Linked DNA regions of Gossypium arboreum: region 1 is linked to region 2. The links are chromatin contacts, called in public Hi-C maps. All regions are on one chromosome and are shown on one strand. Each heading gives the region's core, a stretch centred on a gene start, on an enhancer-like site or on the middle of the called end of the contact. The rest is flanking DNA. Distances are from core to core; before and after follow the strand shown. Region 1 holds the start of LOC108451796. Region 2 holds the start of LOC108486184 (DNA repair protein recA homolog 3, mitochondrial-like).

Region 1 (5,961 bases), core at 792-3,291, 340 kb before region 2:
TAGCTATAATTCTATTTGGATACTTTTAAGTAACACTTGAACTGGACAGAAAATCCAATCAGGACTGCTGATTTGCTTAACTTAACAAACAACAAATAGATCCTTGATGGACATACACAGACGTGAAGAACACAAACTCAGGAAATCATACACAACAAGGAAGCTAAATAAATAACTACCTGTCTTATTCTTAACATCAATGTGGCCATCCTTCTTAATTATTTCAATAAAGTCTTCTCCCAAGCGTTCTGCAATGCCTCTCTTCAAGTCGTAGCGGCCAGAAACGTTTACAACTATACGTAAATCTTGATACTTAGAAGCGTAAAGGAGCACCACATTTCCCCCTGCATTACATTATTTTAGCAGTATAACACTTGTTGGAGAACTTATTAGACAAATGAAAATCACAGCTGGAAAAAACTAATTGACAGACTTCATTGGGATATCTTGATGCTTCGAAGCATAAAGAAGCACCAAAATTCCCCCTGGTTTATATTATTCCAGTGATATAACAATTAAACAGTAATGTTAGCTTGGTTACATTACTTATTCTGTGTATTAATGATCAAAACATTATAAGAAAAAAAGATATTGCTAAGATCCATCCTGAAAATAACTCAGTGATTAGAATGTAATTTAAGATATAGTCTTCAACAACTTAGTTTCTTCTTAGAGAACTTACAAGTTCTACAGTGCAGAGCAAAACCATTCTCTATTTTAACTAGTTCAGAAAAGTTCGAGTAGGAAACACGGACACTCACCTTTACTATGCCCAAGAATTGCACTTACCACACGACTTTCCCCTGAAAAGTGTTGAATTATGGCGTGTAAATCATCAGCTTCTCGGTAATAGTTACCATACTGAAATGAACCTTCACTTTCTCTGAAAAATGGATCCCAAAATAAATCACAACTATAGAACAAAGTGAACAAAACACACACTCCAGCAGCAGCAATAGACATAAAAAGTAAGAACTATGCTGCATAATACATATTTGCCAATCCAAGAAAAGCCACCTCTTAAAATCTCTACAGATTTTAACTTTGTTCCTCCGACTCTTCTACCGTGACCAACACTCGTACCCGACCCTTGGGTGTGGAGATAAGACCAAGAACCCTCCAACTACATTAAAGAAAAACTTAGAAAAATCTAACCATACCCGTGTTGGACATATACAATGTCCGACACTCTCACCAGAGTCCGAGTAACATTAGATTTTAATCAACTCACCCGTTTCCAGCAAAATCGAAACGGAAGACACTGATTCCTTCTTTTTCTAAAGCAGCAGCAAGGTTCGTCATAGTATTGTAATCCTGAAGTAGAATTAATCTAAGTGAGCTGCTTTCCCTAAATTATTACTATTCCTCCATGAACAGACATTTCCACCAAATATATTTGCTACTGAAAGCAAGGTGAAAGAGATGAAATGACCCAACTAACCTTTCTGGATCTGAAACCATGGCATAAGATTACAATCTCTTTAGACTCGGTTTCATGCAATAATCCCACCAGTTTTTCACCATGCTTGTTCGGAATTATCATTCTCTGCCGCTCAATCACTAAAATTTAGAAAAAAAGGGTCCTTTTTTTTATTTTCAAAGTTCTTTACATTAAAAACAAAATGCAACCATAACAAAGTTATAAAAGAAAGGGAACACTAATAATTTGGGACCTGGTTTTTGAGTAGAATGAGAGTGAGCCATCGTCGAGATTGTGGAGTTTGGTTTGGAGATACGTCGACAGGAGGATGATATGAATGGTGTTCGTACCTGTGAAAAAGTATATTTAGGATTAGTTGATAAATTTGAGAGCAGTGTCAATGAATCAAAGTTAAGGGCAATGGTGGCCATTTCTTAGAACCTCTGGTTGGCCTCTTTCTTCTATCGTGCTTAATAAGGCAAGTCCTGTAAATGGATTGGGATAAAGGAAAGGTTTCCGATTGAATCTCTGGTGCCATGGGTTTTAATTACAGCTGTTGATAGGTCCGGATGGAAGGGTGGCTCGAAATCTGAGTAAAATATTGGCTTGAAAAATAGGAATGGACAAAAATATAAAACACGTTTACAAAATAGGCCGAGCCACGGATAAGGACTTATGCTTAACCCAGCCCGCTTAGATTCATTAAAGGAATTTTTTTATGTTATTTTTTTATTTTTTTTCTATTTTATTATTATTTTAATATTATATTACTACTATTTTGTTATTATTATTTAAATATTATATATAACTTATTTTATTATTAATTTTATTATTATTTTAAAAGACATTTGTTTTATTATTATTTTAGAGGATTTACTTGTGAAGTTATATTAATCTTAGTGTTATTTAAGTATACATATTTTTAAAATTTATTTTCCATGTGTTGGAAATATTTATTTTGATGCTTTTAGTATTTTGATGTATTATATATATTTTAAAATTATATAAAAAATAATATGAGCGGGCCGGGTCGAGCTTGGGTAAAATTTTAAGTCCATTTTTCAAGTTAGACTTGGTCCAGGCCTAGCAAACAGGCTTGAATTTTTAGTTGAGCCCGGCCCGACCCATACACACCTCTAATTTTAATCTATTCTATTCCATTAAATAAATTATTAAAAAATATTTAAAATTAGCTTCAATCATTGGGTTCAATTGTGTTTTTTTTTTTCAGTTTAATTGATAGGTACTAATTCTCGAATCAATTGGTTTAATGTCTTCTTACTTGACTATTTTCCAATCTAATTAATTTGATAAATTAATTTGATTTAATTGACCGGTCCAATTCATTTTAAACAACCTTAACTATTACATGGTAGTGAAATGTTAAAAGGAAATATCAATTAAAAATTGTCAAATTTTAGTTTTGATTCCTCTACTACATTAAAATATAAAATTTAATCTTTGTACCTTTACTTTTATTATGTCATTAAGTTACTATATTTTGATTAAAATGCTTACATAAAAATTTTAAAATATTCCTTCTAACCTATTATGCCGATATAGTTTTTTTAATGTTGGAAAGGACGATTTTAGTAAAAATTCAACGTCTAACATTTTTACTTTTTAGTTAATGATTTTAATTATTTGGGTTAACTAATGACTTTATAAAGGTAGAAAAACAATTATGTTAAATTAAAATATAACAACTAAATCTTATAATAGAGAGACCAAAATCTTAAATTTTTTAAACCTTAAATTATAACTTATTGGCTAGATGTTCACTTTTCCTAAAAATAGTTTGGGTTCGAATATTCGTTGTATAAAAAAAAATCATAATTTGACCATTTAATTGGTTTAAAGTTAATTTAAATTGTAAAAATTTAGATTTATTCTCTGATCAATTTGATGTTCAAACTGATATTTGAACATAACATATGCAGTACATCAGTGCAAGAAGAAAATCAAAGAGGGAAATTGTAACACCCCTAACCCATACTGTCGCCGGAATAATGTTACGAGGCATTACATATCAATTCACAACATAAAACATACAATCTCATAAATCATTCAACACAATCACTTTGTCCCTTATAAGGGTCTTCGAGACCTTAATCATGCTTTAGAAGTGGTTCGGGACTAAACCGATAACATACGAAAATTTCGAAAAACTTAGAAATTTTTCAATCATACAAGGCTCACACACCCGTGTGAACAGGCACGCCCGTGTCTTAGGCCATGTGGAAACAGGGCATACAAACTGACTTGCATCACATGGCCGAGGACACGCCCATGCGCCAAGCCGTGTGAAAACTGGAGAGTATACTGACTTGGGTCACACGGCCAACCACACGCCCGTGTGCCCTTTAGGGGGTATACTGACTTATACCACACGACCAGTCACATGCCTGTGTGTGAGACCGTGTGTGTAACGCCCCGTACCCGAGACCATTGCCAGAGTCGAACACGAGGTGTTAATAGACTTAATTCATTACTTAAACAAATTTCATACAATTCATTTTAAAATTTCAGACAAGTCGGCTAACGCATCACAGTCGCTTTAAAAATCATATCTCGAGTTCAAACTCAAATCTAATTCCGTAAATTTTTCCTAAAACTAGACTCATATATCTATCTACTAATTGTTTCTAGAATTTTTGGTCGGGCCAATTAGTACAGTTTATTAGTTAAAGTCTCCCTGTTTCAGGTTCGACTACTCGACCTCTGTATTACTGAATCAGATATCTCCATCTACAGAGCTTCAATGACTATGCCGTTTGTCTCTAATAAAACTAGACTCAATAAGGAATCTGTAAATATAAATCATGACTTCTAATTATCTTTGTAAAATTTATGGTGAATTTACAAAGTCAGAACAGGGGATCCAGAAATCGCTCTGGACCTGTTTCACAAAAATTTAAACATCTCATAAAATATAACTCATATACCTGTTTTATTCCATCCATATGAAAATAGACTCATAATTCTTCAATTCCATATATTATACATCATCTAATTGTATCTCTACTATTTTTAGTAATTTTTCAAACTCACGTCACTGCTGCTGTCTGAATCTATTTTATGGTAAATTTTACCTATTTCATGGTTTCCATGGATTAGCTAGCAATTTAGCATACATAACACCAAATATGATCATGATTAGCCATTCCAATGGCTAATCATTACCAAGCATTTCCATACCACTCAATAACCATATCATAAGACCATATATATACAAAATGATTATAATGCTATACATGCCATACTCAAAATATACAAACCATTATGCCAAGATGGTATACGGATAGTGTGAGCGAGCCTCCGACCGTTCCCGATTTCCGAGCTGGCTTGTCAAAACTACAAGGAATGAAAAGGAGGGAGTAAGCATAAATGCTTAATAAGTTCACATGCAAATAGCAAGTAACATAACCATATAAGCAAACATAAAACATCATTTGCATAATCATCACCAAGACATTCATATCACATTTTCATTTATCATCTTACCATATTGTTGTTATATCGATTTTTCAACCCAAGGGTTAAGTACATACCTGTTCAAAGTATCCATTTCACAACACTTACCAATACGTCCCTTTCATCTTGAGTATTCCTCCATTTCAGTAAAACTTTACCCGTTGAACACATCGAAATATAATTCGGATACATGGAAAGTTTGCGCATAAGTGCCACATATGTAGCCAAGCTACCATGTAACTCGCCCATAAGTGAACTCGGACTCAACTCAACGAGCTCGGGCGTTCGCATCCATAAGTGAACTCGAACTCAACTCAACGAGCTCGGATGCCTAGTTACATCTCTCGAACTCGGACTCAACTCAACGAGTTCGGACATTCGCATCCATAAGTGAACTCGGACTCAACTCAACGAGCTCGGATGCTCAACCATCCTAGTGACATGTCACTTGTATCCTAATCTATTCCTAAGGTTCAAACGGGCTTTTTTCCTCGATCTCACATCTTTTCCGTCTTCCACAGAATATCGGAACCGATACTCGGTAGCAATTCATGTTTATCAAGTAGTAAACATAATTTGCATATTACTCAACATTAACCACAAAGCATAACGTTTCATGATAATAATAAGCATCATATCATATAAACAACATTAAATTCCTTAAAACAATAATTATGTTACTACATTTACACATGAACTTACCTCGTATGCGAAAATGGCTACTTTTACCATTTTGTCCACAACTTGGTATTTTCCCCATTTTAGCCCGAATTTCAGTTTTCCTTGCTTTATCATTTAAAATATAGTCTAATTAGGACTCACATTATTCAAATTGACCCAAAATCATATTTTGGAAAAATTAAAATTTTGCCCCTAAACTTTTGCATATTTACACTTTTGCCCCTAGGCTCGGGAATTAAACTTTATTCCTTATTCTTATGTTTTATAACATGCTGATCATTTTTCCCTTCTATGGCAACATCAAATTCTCACTCTAACATGTACTTATGACTATTAGGTATTTTTACAGATTAAGCCCTTTTACTCGTTTTCACTTAAAACCGAGT
Region 2 (6,539 bases), core at 1,016-3,515:
TATTAGGAGCTCACTGTAAATAGATATGATAAACAGCAGTATCACACAGATAAAATTATAGAATTTGAATCCTTCAAGGATGAGAACCCAATACTCTTGGCACACAAACACTAATTTGAAAAGTCCTCCCTCAAATTTGCATCATAGCACAACCTAATTACATAAGCAGTCCAAGGGAAGATGCAGACAAGGAAAACAAAGCATATTTCACAAGTCACAAACACGGCAGAAGCACATTCTACCAACTATCAGCAGTATTTATCACACCAAACTCCATAATGGAAAAAAAATGAATCTAGGAACACCTTACGCTGTCAACAACTACAACATCAACTGATCCACTACGTATAAGGGTGTCCACAAGACTGAGAGCTTGTTCTCCACAATCTGGTTGCGAAAGGAGCAAATTCTCAGTGTTCACCCCAATTGTCTCAGCTAGAGCAGGATCAAGAGCATGCTCAGCATCGACAAAAGCACAATAACCTGCATTTGAATATTATAGCCATATGTAAGCATTCAGCAGAAAGATAACAGAAACAACCTCAACAGCACAGAAGATAGCCACAACAAAATCTGGTGCACCCTCCAAATGCAATCATCTCATAAATAGATTTAACGTTATACGCTGCATACAAAACCTTTATAATAGTTCAGATGCCTTATTATAAACCACCTTTACATAGAATGGATTTCATAACGAGTCAGCACAATCAATCATAAATCACACAGTACTAAGCTAAAATACATTCAGTGACCTCCTTGCTTTTGTGCTTCAGCAATTACATGTAAAGCAAGTGTCGTTTTCCCAGAAGCCTCTGGTCCAAATATCTCTATGACACGGCCCTGTAAAATTCCAACAGAGATGTATAAGGAACTAAAAAGCATCACAAGCAGCTATTACTTAGTAGCAGACTAGCAGCATAAAGGGTAAAAGAACTGAAACAAGAATTTTAGAGTACTTTTGGAAGGCCACCGATTCCAAGTGCTATGTCCAGAGCAAAAGAACCAGTGGAAACTACTGGAACATTTCGATGAGACATAGCACGACCAAGCCACATGATAGATCCTTTTCCAAAAGAACTCGTAATCTGATCCAAGGCAAGTTTTAGAGCTAAATCTTTCTTGGACATATTCTCATCGCACGAATCACTTGAATCTGACTTGGATTTCCTTCTACCTTCAATAGGACACAAACAAAGAAATAACCGAACACAAGAAAGCATCAGATTTCATTTATTCAAAAAAAAAAAAAAGATTATTAGATTTCACTTTTTAACTCAAATGAATCCAGTTCAAGAAAAATAGCCAGAGAACTCCATCTATTAAATGGCATGAATTTATAATTTTTATTGTTGGATAAAAGATGACACTACGTTAAGCACTGCGCTTTACAGTACAGCTGACTTGTTTCAATTAAATATTAAAGAATTCAAACATTTATTAATCTAATAAAAATCCCATGACAAAGCACTCTTCTACAATCACATTCAGATGATTACCTGAATTAAAATTCTACTCAAAAACCAAAATGTGATTTAACCAAACATAGAATTAGAATACCAGATACCCAAATAACAATATTTGAGTACCAACATTCAAATTGAAGCTTTTCAATGGAATTTCATTTACCTTTAGAAGAAAAGTTACACAGCTGAGAAGATGACCTTAACACCCCTCCCCTACAAACCTGCAAAAAGGAAAAAAGAGAAAAATTGATTCACGGCTTCGAATATATATATATATTTCTACTGTTCCTAAACTACCATTTTTTATATAAAAAAATGAACATAGTGCAAGACAATCAGATTAAACATGAGAAAAACAAAGGATATGAAGTTATGGAAGAAAATAAAGAAAAGGGTAAGGTTTTTAAAACCTGTGGAGCGAAGAGAGAACGTTTAAGAGATGAAACATTTCGAAGAAAGCTGGCCATAGCATGCAAGGGAAAGGAGCTTTGTTTAGAAGTATAAGATGTGGGAAAAGAAGAACAAACTAGTTGTGATTAGATGTTACTTAGTACCATGGATTAAAAAGAGAGTAAAGAAATGGAAAGACAAACAGACAGACACTGAGGTCTGCTGCTGTGGGTCTGGGATGTTAGGGTTTGAGTTTCCCTCCTTTTCGAGATTTGCACTACAGTGGTTTGGTACCCCCCAGGGGCGGGGGAGAGGGAGCCTGCTGGTTGGCCCGTCTGGGCCTCCAGGGAATTTTAATCAAATTTGGTGTTCCTATTATATTGTATTATATTTTGTTGTATTATATTCCGTTTTTATTATTAATGTAACGCTTTCTTATTCCAAATCATTAATATCGTTAAAAAAGGGTTAATTATTGAGATTTTTTCTATGAAGTTGAGCCGAATTTTTTTAAAATTACAAAAATAATGACATATAATTCTTTGATCTTTTTTATTGCTATGAGAATTTAGGAAAATCATATCAACCTATTAAGAAAATTTTTAATAAATATGAACTAAGGCATAATAATTAAAACAGTGAAATAAATCTAATTTTTCAAACAAAATCTACAATAACCGTAGAGAATACTTTGGGTCTTCTTCCTTTATTAATTTCAAGGAGAAAGGGCTGCGACAGATGTTTTATTTTGTATTATTTTTGCATCCATAATTTTTTGAAGTTGCAACATTAGAAATAAAATTAAAGATACATGGAAATACAATGTGATCATAATTGTTGCCGTCCAACCACAAGCCATGCGCAAGAGAACTCGGTATATAAAAGGAATATGCAAAAGAGAATAAAAAATAACTTTAATCAGACCGGCCATTAAATAATTGATAACAAGCTATCACAAGAACTCTTAAAGAGTTTCTGGAAACATTAAACATTAAACATTAAAACAAAATCCCAAAACATCTTAGACTACCATTACCAGACCATCCTACCAAACCAACACCAACAGACCAAAAGGATAAAACGACTGTAGAAACCAATCATACTCATAGCAATAACATAAAACTGTAGAAATAAATAACCACCAAAACTGCAAACCCTCCCTTTCTCCCGCTTCTTCCAATCAAAATCTTATAAACCACACTCCGACAGCAGCAATTAATTTCTACTGCTGCTTGCATTCCGGAGGCCTCTCACCTTGCTGCCCATCCCCTACTGCTTTACCACTCTTCTGCAATATACAACGAACAACGAACATAATTAAGAATAAATTTTCAATAGAAGGGCCAAAAGAGAGACCTAAATGATATGGAATTGGTGTACCTTATGAGCAGACTGCAGCACATTTTCAAGCAATATGCAAGAAACAAAAGAAATATTAGCATCACTTCAGATTTTGAACAAACAATTGAGCACACATTATAACACACCCTAAATTTAGCATCTCATACCTTCTTTTTGGTCTTACTTCCTTCGTCATCATCCTCATCCTCATCGTCAGCATCCTCATCCTCTTCCTCATCATCCTCTTCCTCCTCATCATCATCATCGTCATCTTCTTCATCGTCATCTATATCAAGCTCATCTCCCTGGATAGCTTCTCCTGTAAACCATGACACAGCATGTGGAATAATCTTGTCCCGAATTGTTGATCTGCAAAAAGAAACAGATAGCATAAAATAAGTAGGTATTTCAAATACATGTAACAATGATTAATGATGTCTCACTCAATAACTAGAGTAAGAAGAAAAGAGAACATACCCGATGTCATAATCTTGTTCCATTTGATTTTGTAGCTCCTCAGCCTGTGCAAGAAAGTAAAAACAATTGGAATAGCAGAAGAAATGTAATCAATCATCAATGTTTATATAGATCTGGTGAGGTTGGGCTTACAGTATCTTCATCAATGTCTTCATCATCCTCAGGAACTTGCGGAGGATTGAAGAAGTTGAAGAAACTTTCACACTCCTCTGTTTTAGTGATTGGCTTGGCATTCTTTGAACCCTTCTTAGGCTTCTTTTTAAGAAGCTTTTGAGTTAAGCATTTTCCAGGATACCATTCAATTTCAGTCCTACAAATTAGGTGTAAAGAAGTTTTAGTTAAAAGAAGTAAGAACCTCCTGTAATCTGGACATATTTAACAATCCAATAGGGAATTCTCTAAAAGGATAGGTAATAGTATTTACCCAATTGCTTTCTCAAGAATAGGTTCATCTTCATCAATCATGAGATATGTCTTTGTCAGCACAGTATTCTTGAAATAAGGATTGGTGTCAAAGTAAAACTCAAGCTTGAATCCTTTGGGTTCCTCTACCCTGTACCACTTAATATCCTTGAGATACTTGAGAGCTCCTTCATCACGCTCAGTGATCTGGTTCCAAACACAAAGGATGTAGAGATAAGCTTAACCATTTCCAACCAAAAAAACAAAAAGAGTTATAAAAATAATAGTAATTGGATACTCACCTCATCAGAGAGCACTTCATTATTTTTCATTGCAGTAAGCCAAAAATCAGGCACCCCTTTCTCTGCATAAAGCATAATTTTATAAATATCGTCCACAGAAAGAAAGATGCATATGGGAAAAGAAATGACTCAATAAGATCATACCTTCAGCATCCTTTTCCTCTCCTTGGTCCTTGGCAGCTTCATTTGCTGTTCCTTCAGCATCAGCAAGGCCATTCACAATATCATATCGCTACAAAAATAAGGTAATAAGTCAGGTGAATGGCGACAGTAACTGATTAGCCAATAACTAAAGCAAAATTGAAAATGCAAACCTTTGCATACAAGGGTTGATATAGTTTTTGATATTTAGCTTCAAGTGCAGCCCTCTCCTCAAAAAACTTAGCCTCCAATTCATCATGTTGGCTCTGTTAAAGAAAAATAGGGATCAAAAATGGCATTCCCCTTCCAATCACATTGCAGCTAAGATAAATAAAAGTTAGATTACAACAATCTAAATCAATCTAGCTGGGAACGGAAAGTAGCTGCCGAGCAAGAACAATGAACTTTCTACCATACCAAAAGTAAATCCAATAAAAATGTGCATAGATGATCTTAGAAATTCAACACATTAACAACCCCATACATCCAAGATACTCGAGTTTCTTAACCATAATAGAGTAAACCCGGCTACAAAAACAACTAAACCATTAGTGATATCAGAGTAAAACTTAACAGAGCATCGAAAAAGCTTAGGGAGAAAGAACATGCCTGGATCTCCCTAAGAACCTCGACACGCTTCCTGACAATCGGTGATAGGCTCTCCAGCACATCGGAGTGATCCCCAGCAAGACTTTGAAGTTTATTCTGCAAACCAAAATATCAAAAAAAAAAAATAATGAAAAAAATAACAAAAAGAAAACCAAAAACAATTATGGGTGTCACCCACCTTGAGAGCGTTAACGAGACCAGCTCGTGCTTCGGCATTAAGAGCTGCAACCAAAAATAGAAACTGAGAGAAGCGATAAGAGTGAAGCGATAGTATTGTAGATAAAGAAGAGAAAAATATCAATACCATCGCCAAGACCGGACATGTTGAAGTTAACTCCTTCGTTGCTCATTGACGATATTATTTCTAAGAGAAGAAAAAAAATGAAATAAGGTTGATTTGGAGAGGAAAAGGAGAATGTAAAACCCTAGATTCGAGAAATTGGGAAAAAGAATAGGGTTTGAGTGAGAGAGGCGTGTCGCTTAACAATCCTCCCCCTTTACCTTACGAAAACCTAAAATCCGCGACACTAGTTTTTATCGCGTAAGCAAAGCACTTTTTGTTTTTCACTTGTTTTTTTTTTTTTTTTCGTTTCCTTGATGGCTATAAATAGGGCTCGCACCGCTTTTGAATTTGTTTAAAATGGTAAGCAAATCCCAGCCTTATCATGGTTACCCAAAAGTTCATTTCATATCCGTAAATGGAGATTTTAAAATTTTATTGATTAAATATTTTTCAAAATATTGTCTTTCTATTATTAAATTTTAATAATTTTAATTTTACTATAAAATTATTTTTATTTTATACTTGAAACTTAACCTTTAACTATTTTTTAAATATATTTATTCAATTTTCAATTAAGGTTTTACTTATTTTAAATTCTAACAACAAAATCTGTTAAAAATTTTTCAATTGAGTTGACGTCATTTTTATGCTAAATTTATTTAAAACTTAGTAAGTATAAATGAAAGTAAGGACCAATAATTTAAGATATGTCTAGTTTATGGCATAATTATTTATTATTTTATAAAATTACTCTATTTTTAAAATTTAGTTGACGGTTATTCATGTAGTTAAGATTAATGATAAATTTAGTAAGTAAAGAAAGATTTAGTTAGTGTAAATAAAAATAATAATTAGGTTTAAATTATAACGTTGTAATTTAGGATAAATCTAAGGCGCCAATATTTATTGTTTTATAATAATTACTATATCCATCATGTCAAGCTCAATAATAGAATTAATAAATAAAATGGAATTAATGTTTAGATTTAAACAATAATACTATATTTTTTAAAATTTATGTTTAATAATTTCTTCAATTGAATTGACGCGATTTATTAGTAAGTATAAATAAAAGTGATATTTAGATTAAAGTCATAATGCTATAATTTAGGATAGGTCTAAATTATG

The links. Hi-C and Micro-C count contacts between places; a contact is called where the count stands out from the background.
Region 1: a Hi-C map of leaf shows a contact between it and region 2, with 5 times the contacts expected there. The contact joins the promoter of LOC108451796 here to the promoter of LOC108486184 in region 2. A contact is called at or near these places in 2 of 5 Hi-C or Micro-C datasets (both in leaf).

What each region holds. Positions count from the first base shown.
Region 1 is chr6:124,333,297-124,339,257 of ASM2569848v2, reverse strand. It overlaps LOC108451796, which reads right to left and starts at 2,041. Exons shown (of 7, transcript XM_017749482.2): 1 at 1,674-2,041; 2 at 1,442-1,560; 3 at 1,232-1,314; 4 at 762-883; 5 at 180-344. The coding sequence starts at 1,851.
Region 2 is chr6:123,994,181-124,000,719 of ASM2569848v2, reverse strand. It overlaps LOC108486184 (DNA repair protein recA homolog 3, mitochondrial-like), which reads right to left and starts at 2,265. Exons shown (of 8, transcript XM_017790076.2): 1 at 1,877-2,265; 2 at 1,630-1,687; 3 at 960-1,177; 4 at 756-843; 5 at 311-483. The coding sequence starts at 1,933. It overlaps LOC108486185 (nucleosome assembly protein 1;2), which reads right to left and starts at 5,819. Exons shown (of 13, transcript XM_017790078.2): 1 at 5,630-5,819; 2 at 5,433-5,492; 3 at 5,307-5,350; 4 at 5,129-5,224; 5 at 4,693-4,785; 6 at 4,523-4,610; 7 at 4,379-4,440; 8 at 4,099-4,283; 9 at 3,807-3,984; 10 at 3,675-3,718; 11 at 3,365-3,566; 12 at 3,237-3,248; 13 at 2,766-3,144. The coding sequence starts at 5,478. The coding sequence ends at 3,079.